2 separate regions of the Sus scrofa genome follow, and region 1 is linked to region 2. Evidence: chromatin contacts called from public HiChIP or PLAC-seq data. All regions are on one chromosome and are shown on one strand. Each heading gives the region's core, a stretch centred on a gene start, on an enhancer-like site or on the middle of the called end of the contact. The rest is flanking DNA. Distances are from core to core; before and after follow the strand shown. Region 1 overlaps RFX8 (DNA-binding protein RFX8). Region 2 overlaps MAP4K4 (mitogen-activated protein kinase kinase kinase kinase 4).

Region 1 (6,259 bases), core at 3,668-6,167, 290 kb after region 2:
AAGCAAACAAACAAACAAGCAAAAAAAACCTAAAGGTGAAATTAATATTTTTTAACTTTTAAATTTAATCCAAAGCATTCAAAATACTGTCGTTTCGACATGGAATGAATTTTTTTTTAAAACCATTGAACTGGGAGTTCCCTTTGTGGCTCGATGGGTTAAGAGCCAGTATAGAGTCTGTGAGGATGCGGATTCAATCCTTGGCCTCTCTAAGTGGGTTAAGGACCCGACGTTACAACAAGCTGTGGTTTAGATCGAAGAGGTGGCTTGGATTTGGTGTTGCCATGGCTGTGGCGTAGGCACAGGAACTTCCATATGTCACAGGTACAGCCAAAAAAACAAAAAAAAAAAAAACAAAAAACATTGAGCTGTTTTTAAATTTTTTTATTCATGCCAGATCTCAAATACCTGATGTGTTATTTTACATGCACAGCACATGTCAATTTGGACTGGACACATTTCAAGTGCTTGGTGGCCACGTGTGGCCAATGAGTCCTCCCTCAGTCAGTGCATGGCTGGATTCTGAGACACTAGGCATCTGCCCTCCTCCCTGTGGTATATCTGTAAACCATTGGGACTCTGCCTCTTCCCGCTGGCCTGCTACAGGCCCTTCCCAGAAGCCGCTTCCTCCAGCTTCATGCTTTCCCATTGTGGCTGCTTGCACAGTGCTTCCTCTGATGCTGTATGTAATCTCTGCCCTAGGGCCCAACGCTGTAACTGTCTGCAGGCAAGAGAGGTCCCAGGAAGGACAGGTGGATGGGGAGGGAACAGTTGGCATCTTTAATGCTTTGTCTTGTGTTACAGTCGTGAGCTGGCTGGAAGCGTTAGACGTCAAGGAACAAACCAGGTGGGATTAAGGTCTGGGGTCCCACAGCCAGTTGCAATGCTTGGGCAGCAAATCCAGCCTCCTTAATTAAGAGTTAGACCTGGAGTTCCCGTCGTGGCGCAGTGGTTAACGAATCTGATTAGGAACCATGAGGTTGCAGGTTCAATCCCTGGCCTTGCTCAGTGGGTTAAGGATCCGGCATTGCCATGAGTGGTGGTGTAGGTTGCAGATGCGACTTGTATCCCGAGTTGCTGTGGCTCTGGCACAGTGGCTACAGCTCTGATTCGACCCCTAGCCTGGGAACCTCCATATGCCACGGGAGCGGCCTAAGAAATGCCAAAAAAAGACAAAAAAAAAAAAATTAAAAGAGTTAGACCTCTTCCACCTGTTATTCCCTCACAGCTATCCTTGACCTCCAGGACACCTTGGGGGTCACTGGTCTAACTCCACAACCAGTGCAAGAGCCCTTTGGAAGCACCTCCAGCTGGAAGTTTTTTATGACAAAAAAAAAAAAAAAATGCCCTCTCAGGGCAGAGGCAGCCACTGGGCTCAGAGCTGGGAGAGGCAGACACCGTCCCTCCCCAGGATGTGTGCTTGGCAAGCGGGGCACAGGTGGATGGAAGGCCGCCCTCACACCCTGCCGGTCAGACTTCTTCAGGGGCTACCTGGCTGCGACTGAAATGATCTGGGGACAAGGAGCCACAGAGATGCCAGTTCAGTCTCTCCCTCCCTCCCTCGCCGCTCCCTCCCTCTTTCTCAGTGGTCCTCTGTGGGCAGAATGGAATTGATGCGTGAGATGCTTTCACCATCAATCCACACGGCCCAATTCCCTCTGGCTCTTCTGTTCTTAGCATGATAAACATCCATGAATCCCCCACCCCATGTGAACCACAGGGCCAGTTTTCCTGCATCCCACAACCTGCCTTTCCCAATGGGGGGAACTACCAGCCCCTTCATCATTATTTTGCATCTTAGTGCTTTTGTATGTCTTTTTTTTTTTTTTTTTTTTTTTTTTGCTTTTGACCACCTTCACCCACTTTGCCCCCCCCTCCCCATTCCCCAACCTCTGGCAGCCAGCAGTCTGTCCCCTGTACCAGTGAGTTTGGAGGTTTTGTTTTGTTGTGGTGGTGATTATTTAGATTCCACTCTTAAGCGAGATCATATCATACTTGGTTTTCTCCGATTTATTTTATATAATGTGTTTCTTTGAAAAAGCATATTTTTTATTTTTGCGGCTTGACTTTTTGAAAAGGAGTATCATGTCATTTGTCATCTTTGGGGACCCTTTCCACTTACCATGACATTAGGTTTGTTAGGGAACTGGTAACCCAAACTGCCCACCTTGGCCAGGCAGGACAGCAGCTGCTTGCATGAGCTGACTCACAGCAGGAGACCCCAATTAGGAGCATGAGGCTGCCCTAAAGACTAACCGGGAGGGTGTGGGCGGGGCCCATAGGAGGGAAGAGCCCACCAACTTCCCAGGATCCTTGGCGCTGGAATCCATCTTGGCTGAGAGATGCGCGCGCCACCAGGAAGGACCCGGGACCAGACCAAATATGGGCCAAGCAAGACGATTGGCCACAGACAACCCAGAAACGAACCCCATTCATGTAAAAGCTGAGACTGCGAGCCACAGGGCAGAGCACTTCCCCTGGTTCCCTCTCCGTGCTGCTCTCCACCCAGGCCCCCTTCCCAATAAAGCCTCTTGCTTTGACAGCATGTGTGTCTCCTCCAACAGTTCATTTCCAAGTGTTAGACCAAGACCCCATGCTCGGACCCTGGAAGGGGTCCCCCTTCCTGCAACAGATTCACCTACATCCACTTGACTTGTGTCATATATGGCACGCTCATCTCCCACTGATGAGCCCCGGGCCGTTTCCAGATTTTGCTGTTGTGAACATCCGTGTGTGTCTGTCTGGCCTGCACGTGGAAGTGCTCTTGGGCATGCGTGTCCAGGGCTGAACTTGTAGACTGACAGGGGTGTGTGTGACTGTGATGTCTGGGGATGAGGCCAAGTCGTTTTCTGAAGTGGTGGTTCTGTGTTGCCCTCCTGCCAGCAGTTCTGTGGATCGAAGTTACCGTCTGGGACTCCTGGCTTTCTTCGCGGAAATTGATAAGAGGCCAGACAAGAGAATTCAGGCAAGGCTTTATTGGGACCCCTAATGCAGCAGCGGGGAGAGAAAACAAGTAACAGTTTCCCTTGCTTGCTCCCTGGTTGGGGAGTGAGTAGCTGGCTCTTCATTTGAGGCTGGTTCTTCATTTGAGGTGGGCCCAGGGGTCAGGCCAGAGGGTTGGCTTAGGTGATCTGCCCACCCCTTTGGTGGTGCAGGGGGCATGCGTAGTACCTGCTTTTTGCTGGGACACCCTGCTTTTGCTCTGGCTCTTCAGAAGTGGCAGTTGGGGTTTTAGGTTTTTTTGTATCTTCTTGCCCATAATTGGCCCCAACTGCTACATAGTTACTTTTAGTCTCTTATGGTTTCTTTGCATTTTGTTGCTGAAGGAGATGTTAGTCCAGGTGCAAAGCACTGCAGCTACTACAGCAAAGGGTCCCAGGTCCCAGGTCCCAGCCTACCTCACAAATATGTTCCCAAAACACTGGCATTGTGAGGCCCATTCCTCTAGCCAAAATCCTCTCCCCTGAAACACGATCCTTAGTAGAAACTCTGTACTTTTGATAACCATAAAATATGTAGCAGAATCTTCCAACATGACAGCTGCTCAAATATTCAAAACAATTACCTCTCTGCTTCCCTCTTCTGCTGAATGCAGGCTCCCCATTGGTCACCTTCCTGCCCACTGGTCTCAAGACTCCAATTTATTGGTGTTTCTTTTAAAAGGTGGGGTCCCCAAGGGTCCAACCCAGAATCTCAGGAGGGCTCAGAGGATGGGGCTCTTGTTTTCATTTTGTAATTTGGGGGGCTACTTTTGACTATTATCCTTCCATGTCCCTCTCTGCTGGTTTCATTTTAAGCTTGTGGTCAAGCAAAAGCAAATATTTATTTTTATTAACGATTTTTATTTTTTCCATTATAGTTAGTTTATAATGCTCTGACAATTTTCTACTGTACAGCAATGTGACCCAGTCACACATAGATGTATACATTCATGTTGCTGCAAATGGCATTATTTTGTTCTTTTTTATGGCTGAGTAGTATTCCATTGTGTACATACACCACCTCTTCATCTGTCAATGGACATTTAGGTTGTTTCCATGTCTTGGCTATTGCGAATGGGACTGCAATGAATGTACGGGTGCATGTGTCACCCTCAAGTATTTTTTTTTCTTCCGCAGGATTTAAAATTAGGCTAGCCCTCCCAAAACAGCTTGGTAAACTGTGAAACACCCTATGTCAGTACAAACTACTGTCCTTGTCGTCAGATTGTTGTCATCCTCGGTCCAGCTGGGACCCAAGAGAGACTGTTCCCTACTTCCTCTGTTCCAGCTTCTTAGCGCTGACCTGCAGTATCTTCTAGACTCTTCCAGTCCCCCGCCTTCTCAGCCTGCAGAGGCTCGCCTGTTGGAAAGCATGTCTCTTATCCTCATGCAGTAAATCAGGAGCAGGAAAGCCACGTGCCAGGCCTTAGGCTCTGGAGCTCGCTGGGTGTCTGTGGGTGAGGTTTTCCAAGCAGCCAGGAATTCCTCGGCTGTCTTATCATTCAGCCCACATTTCCCCCTGTCGTCACTCCGTATCCTGGGACACTCCCTCCCAGGCTCTGCTCATCCTGGGTAGCCTGGCCCTGCAGCGCCTTCCTTATCTGGCAGCCTTATCCCATGGAAGGGGGTGCCTTTAATTTGACATGTTTTGGCTCTCCCTGCTTCCTTTGTAAAGAAATCAAAGGCTCTTTTTCAAAACCTCTCTTAGATTTTTCTCATAAGTGGTTTCCTTTCCGGGGCAGTCCTGGGGCAGAGGGTTCGAAGAAAGAGTTAAAAAGAGCCTCCAGTGTGTGACAATGGGCATTTGTTTAGCGTTTTTGATGTTCCTTCTTCCCTGGGAATCCATTCCCCCCCGCCCCAAGACACTGAGGTACTGGCTTTCAGTCCTCACGGGGAATTTGCTCAAAGAATGAGCCGTTTCAGCAGCGCTGGCGTTGGGAAGGGACCCTGTGCTGCTCAATCCGTGACTAAATGGAGAAGAGACAGGAAGGGGAAAAGGATGTGATCCCAAAGCGTGTTTACAGGAGAAACAACAAAATACCCACTTCTCATTTCCTGCCTCCTCCCCTGGGAATGGGGTAGATTCCAGATTCCACACTGAGTTCCTGTGCAGATGTTGGGGTGTTTCTTGCTCTGCTTGGCAGTCCTGGGCATGCGACGGTCATCGCCCTCCCCCGGCAGGAGGTAGCTTCCATGGATGAGGGAATTTCTAAAATGCTGACTTCCTTTTTTTAAAGTAACATTTCCCAATGTGTTTCTGATGATAAAATAACACATTCCCTTTATAGAAAATGTGGGAAGTGGAGAAAAGTGTATCAAAGAAGAAAATGAATGCCGGCTGTGGCCCCACTGTCCGAGATGCAGCGACACGTGTGGTTCATTGGCAGGCCCCCTGCCCAGGCACACACGTGGGAAGCAGGAGTGGAGGAGCGATCACAGTGGCCTCTCTGTTTGTTTCCCACGTCCCTTCAGTCCTGCTTACTGGGTGGTTCTTCCTCCCTCTTGACTGAGCATCTGAGCAGCAGCCTGACTCTCTAGAAATCCTGGAGTGATGCAAAGCCCTGTGGTTATTCTTGTTTGCTAGACAGTATGTCTGATGCTTAGCATGTCCAGCCTGATAGGACATCCAGACTCTGAGCTAGGTCTAAAGCAAGGTTTCTTGCCAGCCGAGAACCAGGCGCAGGGGCCCGTTCTTTGTCCCTCACCCTTCTCCCACCACCCCACTGGGTATTGGTTGCCCCCACTCCCCAGGAGTAGGAGGTAAAAGTGGCTGGAAAGTTTCCACTGCACAGCTTCATGCTTTGGGGACCCAGGCAGACCCTTGTCCCCTGGTGCCTTTGGTGGCTTCTGCAGATCCACCACAGGGAATATTCTAGCATGCATCCCTGGCCTTGGCAAATGAATCACCGAAGCCTGGCTGCCCATCCCAGGGCCTTGCTGGGCAGAGTCCAGGCTCTCCCACATGTCAGCCCTTCATCACACGTGGCCAGCTTCTGGCCACCAAAACTATCAGCCGTACGTGGCCTGAACAGACTGCGGATGCGCTAGAGCCAGCTGCCGTGCTCCCTTGCCTGCCTGCCAGTGCCCCTGGCCAGCCATCACTTGTCCCCCTCCACTCCCCGGAGTCCTGTGCCAGACACTGACTGCAGGGTCCTCCCAGTAAGTCCTTCCAGCAAGCTGTGAACCCCTTTCTGTGGGGCCTGAGGTGACTGGACCACCTCGCCCTGCATCCCCTTCTCAGGGAAGGGGTGGTCTTGCCACGAGAAACCCCCTTGCAT
Region 2 (5,695 bases), core at 2,848-5,347:
GGCTGTGGCTGTGGTGTAGGCTGGAGGCTACAGCTTCAATTAGACTCCTAGCCTGGGAACCTACATATACCTCAGGTGTGCTCCTAAAAACACAAAAGACAAAAAATTAAAAAACAAAATAAAATGTGAATTTTATTGCATACAGGTATAAAAAGTGTTTTCCAGAAAACAAATCTTTAATTTTAAAAGTGGAAGGCAATAACACAGAGTTATGGTCATCTGATTTAAACAGGTAAACAAAAATAGTTTTCACAAATTTTGAAGCACTAAGTCCAATATCCTAACTTAACCTCACATGTTTTGCCTCAGCAAGTCCCCCCAGTCACCCTGACCAGCAGGACAGCAGCAAAGGAAGCAAAGGAAAGGTATAGAATCTTCTTTTTAATTCACTGGAAAGATAAATGATCAGCAAGCTGTCTGCTAATCATTACTTTCTAAGAACTTCAGGGCAGGGTACAACGCACACGGGGCACAAAACTGCAGGAAGTCATGTCAGTCTAAAAATAGCTCATACCTCGAGATCATGCTCCTTGATCCACTTTCCCTCCTTGTATACTCACACAGACACAGACATACACCCACACACTGCAGAGAGTAAGCTGCAGGCTGCAGTCTCAGACAGGGACCTGGAAGGGCAGCCTGAGCCATCGAAGATGCAACCGTCAACCAGGGCCACTTCCTACAGAGCATAGCCCTCCTTCCCAGGCCCCAGCACCCGAGATGCCCAGTGTCTGTGGAGCGGGGCACATAGGGAGAGTCTGGGTGGCCCTGGGCACAGGCGACCCTGCGCTACCCTCAGGTAATGGGGCTGGATTTCCAGAGTGGAAGGGGGAAGGCAGGGGGCGGGGGGGGGGGGGGGGGGGGGGGCCCAGGAGGGAAGGAGAAGACAAGTAATCCAGGGCCAGCATCACCCACACACGTGCCAAGTCACTCCTTGATGGCGTCTCCAGCAAAATACAAACCCGTTGGGTCCATGTTCAAATCAATGTCTCCAGTGAAGACCCTGAAAGGTCACTTGTCAACCCAAACACGGGAACACGAAGAAGGACACCGTGGGGTGGACCTGCCACCTCCCACCTGCAGCACAGACCACCAGGCTTACCATCTGCTGGGACCCAAAACACCAGGGCTGAGAGGTGCTGTCACATTTCCTGATGGCCTTTTAGCCAGAAGCACATCCCCACATGAGTTCACACATGGAACACGGGTGTTCACTCAGCGGGTAGGGGGCCCACTTGTGGACAGAGAGCAGGCAGGACTCAGAGAGGAGGCCTGGTGACAGGAAAGGGTGCAGCTGCCCCCACGCGGAGGGAGGGAGCTGTGCAGGTGTAGAGAGAGCACTGGGCCTGAACAGTTCGCATCACAGGCCAGGGCCCTACACAGCACCCAGCGAGAGCACTCACAGGACACCAGGCCACTTCCACATCCTCAGAGCCCACACTAAGTCACAACACAATGGGACAACTCTGCAGGAGAGGTCAGAAAAGGGCTTCTTTTCCTGCCGGGCTCACTGCAAGTCGGCAGGCTCACATGTGTGGCCATCCGCTAGCTAGCTCGTCGGCACAGCGCTAAGCCTGCAGCTACAGCTGGCCTGTCTGCAGGATCCATTAGATTGATTGGTTTATCTAACCAAGCACAGAAACAGGCTGGGGGAAAGACGGAGATTAAATTTTAAGGGTCTCTAAGGCTTACAATATTGAAAAGGAAAACCTTAAAATCAAAGGGAAGAAAAAGAAATGCCTCAGAGTTAAGAGTCCATAATAAATAAAGGGCTAACTTAGAGCTCTCTACTCAGATCTAAGATCCCCTTAGTGGTTTATTTTACTTAAAACAGTGACATCCTTAATTGAGGGGGTGGATCACAAAATCTTAAAGATAAAATAAGTAACCAATTATGAAGACTTACGTGTTTTTAAATGGCATTATGAATTTTTTCAAATATTATAAAAACAAATGTCAATCCAGGGAAAAGACTTCCTCACAATTACATAATTTTAAATATATGTATATAAAATAGTATGTGTAAATTTATGACATATGACATAAATACAACTAAATGGATACATAGCCATTAAATAGCTATATAAAGAAAGAAACCTGTGGTGGAATCTTCTCTAAAGATTATCTCTAAAACTGTACAGGAGCTGCAGAGAAACACATCTCAGACACGGCAAACCTTTTGAGATCACTGAGTGCCCAGAGTCTTCACTGATGTTTCTGCTGTCTTACCAAAATGACCTTAGGATGAAGAAAATTAGCACACATCCAACAGCACTGGGCTAAGCAATTAACAGGTAAACGGTAAGACAATGACCCTTGAAATTCACCGAAATCTTCAAGTCTGCACAGAAAACCATCTTGGGCTCCTGAATAAGCTGTCTCTTCTCTATCAAGTAAGCACCCTTGGCATGATTCCATTATACACCAAATCACTTCCACAGAGTTGCAGGAGATAAGCACATTCTCAGAGCAGATGTGTCTGCTGTGGGTGCTGCCAAGCACACATGGACACCCCACAGCTGTGCCCATCGATCAGACGTGATGTCACAGGCAGCCTGGAGACAGCCTGGCAGCCAGCACCTCCCTCCAGCACGAAGCAGCAGCTGCTGGAGATGGCACAGTCACAAACCCCGGGACCAAATCACCCGACTGTGCAGGAGGGTGGACTTAAGCACCAACAGAAACACACAGAACCCCAAAGAGGGTAAAACTGTATGTGCATTTCCAACCACGCACACTGCGCCCCAAGCCTCCACCCTCCAGAAGGGAGGAGGGAGGACCTGCTCCCAGGGCGAAGGGTGAGCAGGAAGCTGGCTGGCCCCCAGGACAGGATGGCAGTCAACAGCGGTGCGACAGCGAGATTCTCCATGGGTGGGCGCTTCATGAAAAGTCTTTGCTGCAGACCCCTAACAGCAGGGAAACTGGACGCCAAGGAGCCTGTGAGTTCTCCAAGTTCCTCATTTCTAATCTGGGGAGTTACACAACTGACCTTTTCAAACAACTCCTGCAGTTAGGCAATAAAATTAAATCAGGAAAGAAATATTTAATAGAGCCCAAAACATTAAGAATTAAGAATTGAAGGTCTGTTTTCCCTGGAGCATCACCTCAGCGCCTCTCATCCATCAAAGGAGAAGTGCCTACATCGCGGCCAAGGGCAGTTACATGCCAGGTCCTGGGAGGCCTCCTAGGGAGCCGCTAAACCTGAGGATGCTCTTGAAGACCCACTCTTTGCAACATGTTTGCCAGGAATGGAAGCAAGAAGGGAAACACCAAGATTAAAAAAAAAAATTTGCATTTATAACCCCAAAATTAAAAAAAAAAAAAAAAAAGCTGGTGGGGAGAAAGGATGAAATTGTTAAAAAATAATGTCCATATTTTTTAAAATAGCAATTTAGGATGTAGGTTATACAAAAATTCCTGGGGTTTGTTGTTGTTGTTAATTCGACTATTTGTTTTACTAGAAAAATGTCCTCAATTCATGAAGTGAATCTGCCTGGAGCACGCTCGTCCACAATTACGAAGAGCCCTCCTCACCAGAGATCAAGAATAGCTCCTTCTAGAGCATAATTAATCTTTCTATTCCACCCTAGATCTGAGAACGGTCAGCATTAAAAAGACTAAGTGTTTAGTAACTGTTTAAACGAATGAATTAGTGCAACTCCGTGAACAGCATTTAAAGAAACAAAAACAAAGGCCTGGAAACCGTGGTAGGCATTCACCATTTCCAGTCCCAACAAACTCGAACTGCATCTGCCCAAAACCATTAGGACTATTTCTCATTTCCATTGAGAATAAACGATAGCTTTTCTCGTTTCTTTCTTTTCTAATCCACAAAGCAAAAGGAAAAAATACATACATATTAAAATAAGGCTGTCTCCATTACTATAAAAGGCAATCCATACACATTTGTTTAGCCAAGGCTCAAAACATGTTGGAAATTCTTCTTTAAAACTGCCAGGACATTCTTTAGAAGCAGCACCCATGTGCAGGGCTCTGTCACAAGCCTAGAGAGGCGATGAGAGTCTAAGAGTTAGTTCCCCACTCTGTGTAATCTGGCAGAGAACGACACAAGCATGCAATGACCATGCAGAAACTGCTCTCGAGTCGCCTGTGAATCAACAGGACATAGCTCAGAGAGCAGGATGAAAGCGGTTGCCAAGGACTGGACAGTGTGACCACAAGCAGGGGACAAAGAAGCCACCGGAGGCAGGAGCTTGCAGAAGAAGGACACGACAGAGAGGGCCCTGAGAGAACCTGAGCACAACAACTGGTGGCGGTGGAGGGGGGGGGGGTTGTTGGGGGGGTGTTAAAAGCCTTCAGCAAAAGTCATGGGTTATGAAGAAAAGGAACAAAGAAGCCCTCCTTTGCCTTGTAAAAACTAGATGCTAGACGCTTCACATCTATTACATAACTTTGATTCTAACGAAAGCCCAAGAGGTAGGAACTACTATTCCATTTTACAGATGAGGAAATCCAAGCTTTACTAAATTTAACTCTAAGGCCTCATCTCCCAAAGGATATAAATACTGTCTTGGAGCAAAAGCCAGGACGTGACTATTAAAGAACAGGGCCAACTTTCGCTAAGGCTCGTAAACTATAAATTCACCTTGAAAAATATTTATGGGCCTCAATGATAGGTTCATAGGAAAAAGGAGAAAAAAGGATACATCATTTTAATCAGTTCAGTGACAATTCTAAAAACAAAAGCCAGAAACGAGTACCCCCTCTTTCTAACCACTAGTAATTTTAAAAGACTCCTTTATTTTCTTTCCTAGAGGGATGAAATTCAAGAGTGAAGAGCAGGTCTCACTGCTACTTATTTATGATTAACATAGCACATCTATGGTTATTTTTAATATTTTTATTTCCAAAAAAAATGAGAAAGCTGTAAAACACGATCGCATCCCAAGAGTCCTCTGTTGCAATGATACATTACTATCATTTTCTTGGACACTGAAACCAATACTGTGTACCTATGAGATGTTTTCTCCAAGCGCCCATCAAACACAGAACATCCTGCTCAATGCATCAGACTTGAAAACCTGGAACGTAGCGGGCACTGTGGACCAGTTACCTGTGCTACGTTGGATCCCAAGCATAGGACATGCAGCCATGCTCCCAGGAGAACCAGAGGACATGCAGCATAAGGAAAAAAAGGTGGGGGTGCTGTTCTGGCAGTGAACGACGGAGCTCTGGGCAATGCCCCCATCTCCCTGGTCACCAAGTGTGGCCGTGAGAAAAACATAAAGCGTCTGCAGGACACAGCCAAACCAGCCTCAACCTCCTCCACCTATTTACTTATCAAATAGCCAAGAACACAACAGGAGAACGGACAGATGTTGGAAACGCCTCATCTTAAATGAGAATAAATTCATCCAAAACAGAAACGTGTCTCACTGTCATCACCACCAGCAGAGGTACCTATTTGTGGAGCAGTTGGGCCTTAACCCTAAGTCATCTTCCTGTGATGTTTAGGAAAAGGACAGTGGTGTTCAGAAGGAAGAGGGGTGAGCTCACAGTGGCAAAGCGTGGCTGGAAGTCTCAGCCTGTGGTCTCCTGTCCAGGTGTGATGGGGGTGGCATCTGTCCCCAACTCGGCTGTGAGCTCCAGCAGCTCCTGTGACGTACTCAGGAGCTTGCCTGGCACAAGCCCTTAAAAGCTATCGGTCACTTCAGCCACTCTACACTGTATCACT

The links. HiChIP or PLAC-seq counts read pairs in DNA pulled down with a chosen protein or histone mark.
Region 1: a contact with region 2 is called in an H3K27ac HiChIP or PLAC-seq map of skeletal muscle, with 2.6 times the contacts expected there. The contact joins two enhancer-like sites. A contact is called at or near these places in 2 of 2 datasets of contacts at active chromatin or transcription factors (alveolar macrophages and skeletal muscle).

What each region holds. Positions count from the first base shown.
Region 1 is chr3:52,851,189-52,857,447 of Sscrofa11.1, forward strand. All of the region lies in intron 2 of RFX8 (DNA-binding protein RFX8), which reads left to right. Among named protein-coding and RNA genes, the nearest start is that of RFX8, 13 kb to the left of the region's middle. Within about 2 kb of position 4,918, at least 15 of the 83 cell types and tissues checked have an H3K27ac peak or open chromatin away from gene starts, as enhancers often do. A contact at or near this core is called in alveolar macrophages and skeletal muscle, where this site is marked.
Region 2 is chr3:52,558,259-52,563,953 of Sscrofa11.1, forward strand. The region is part of intron 3 of MAP4K4 (mitogen-activated protein kinase kinase kinase kinase 4); the gene reads right to left. Among named protein-coding and RNA genes, the nearest start is that of MAP4K4, 88 kb to the right of the region's middle. Within about 2 kb of position 4,098, at least 25 of the 83 cell types and tissues checked have an H3K27ac peak or open chromatin away from gene starts, as enhancers often do. A contact at or near this core is called in alveolar macrophages and skeletal muscle, where this site is marked.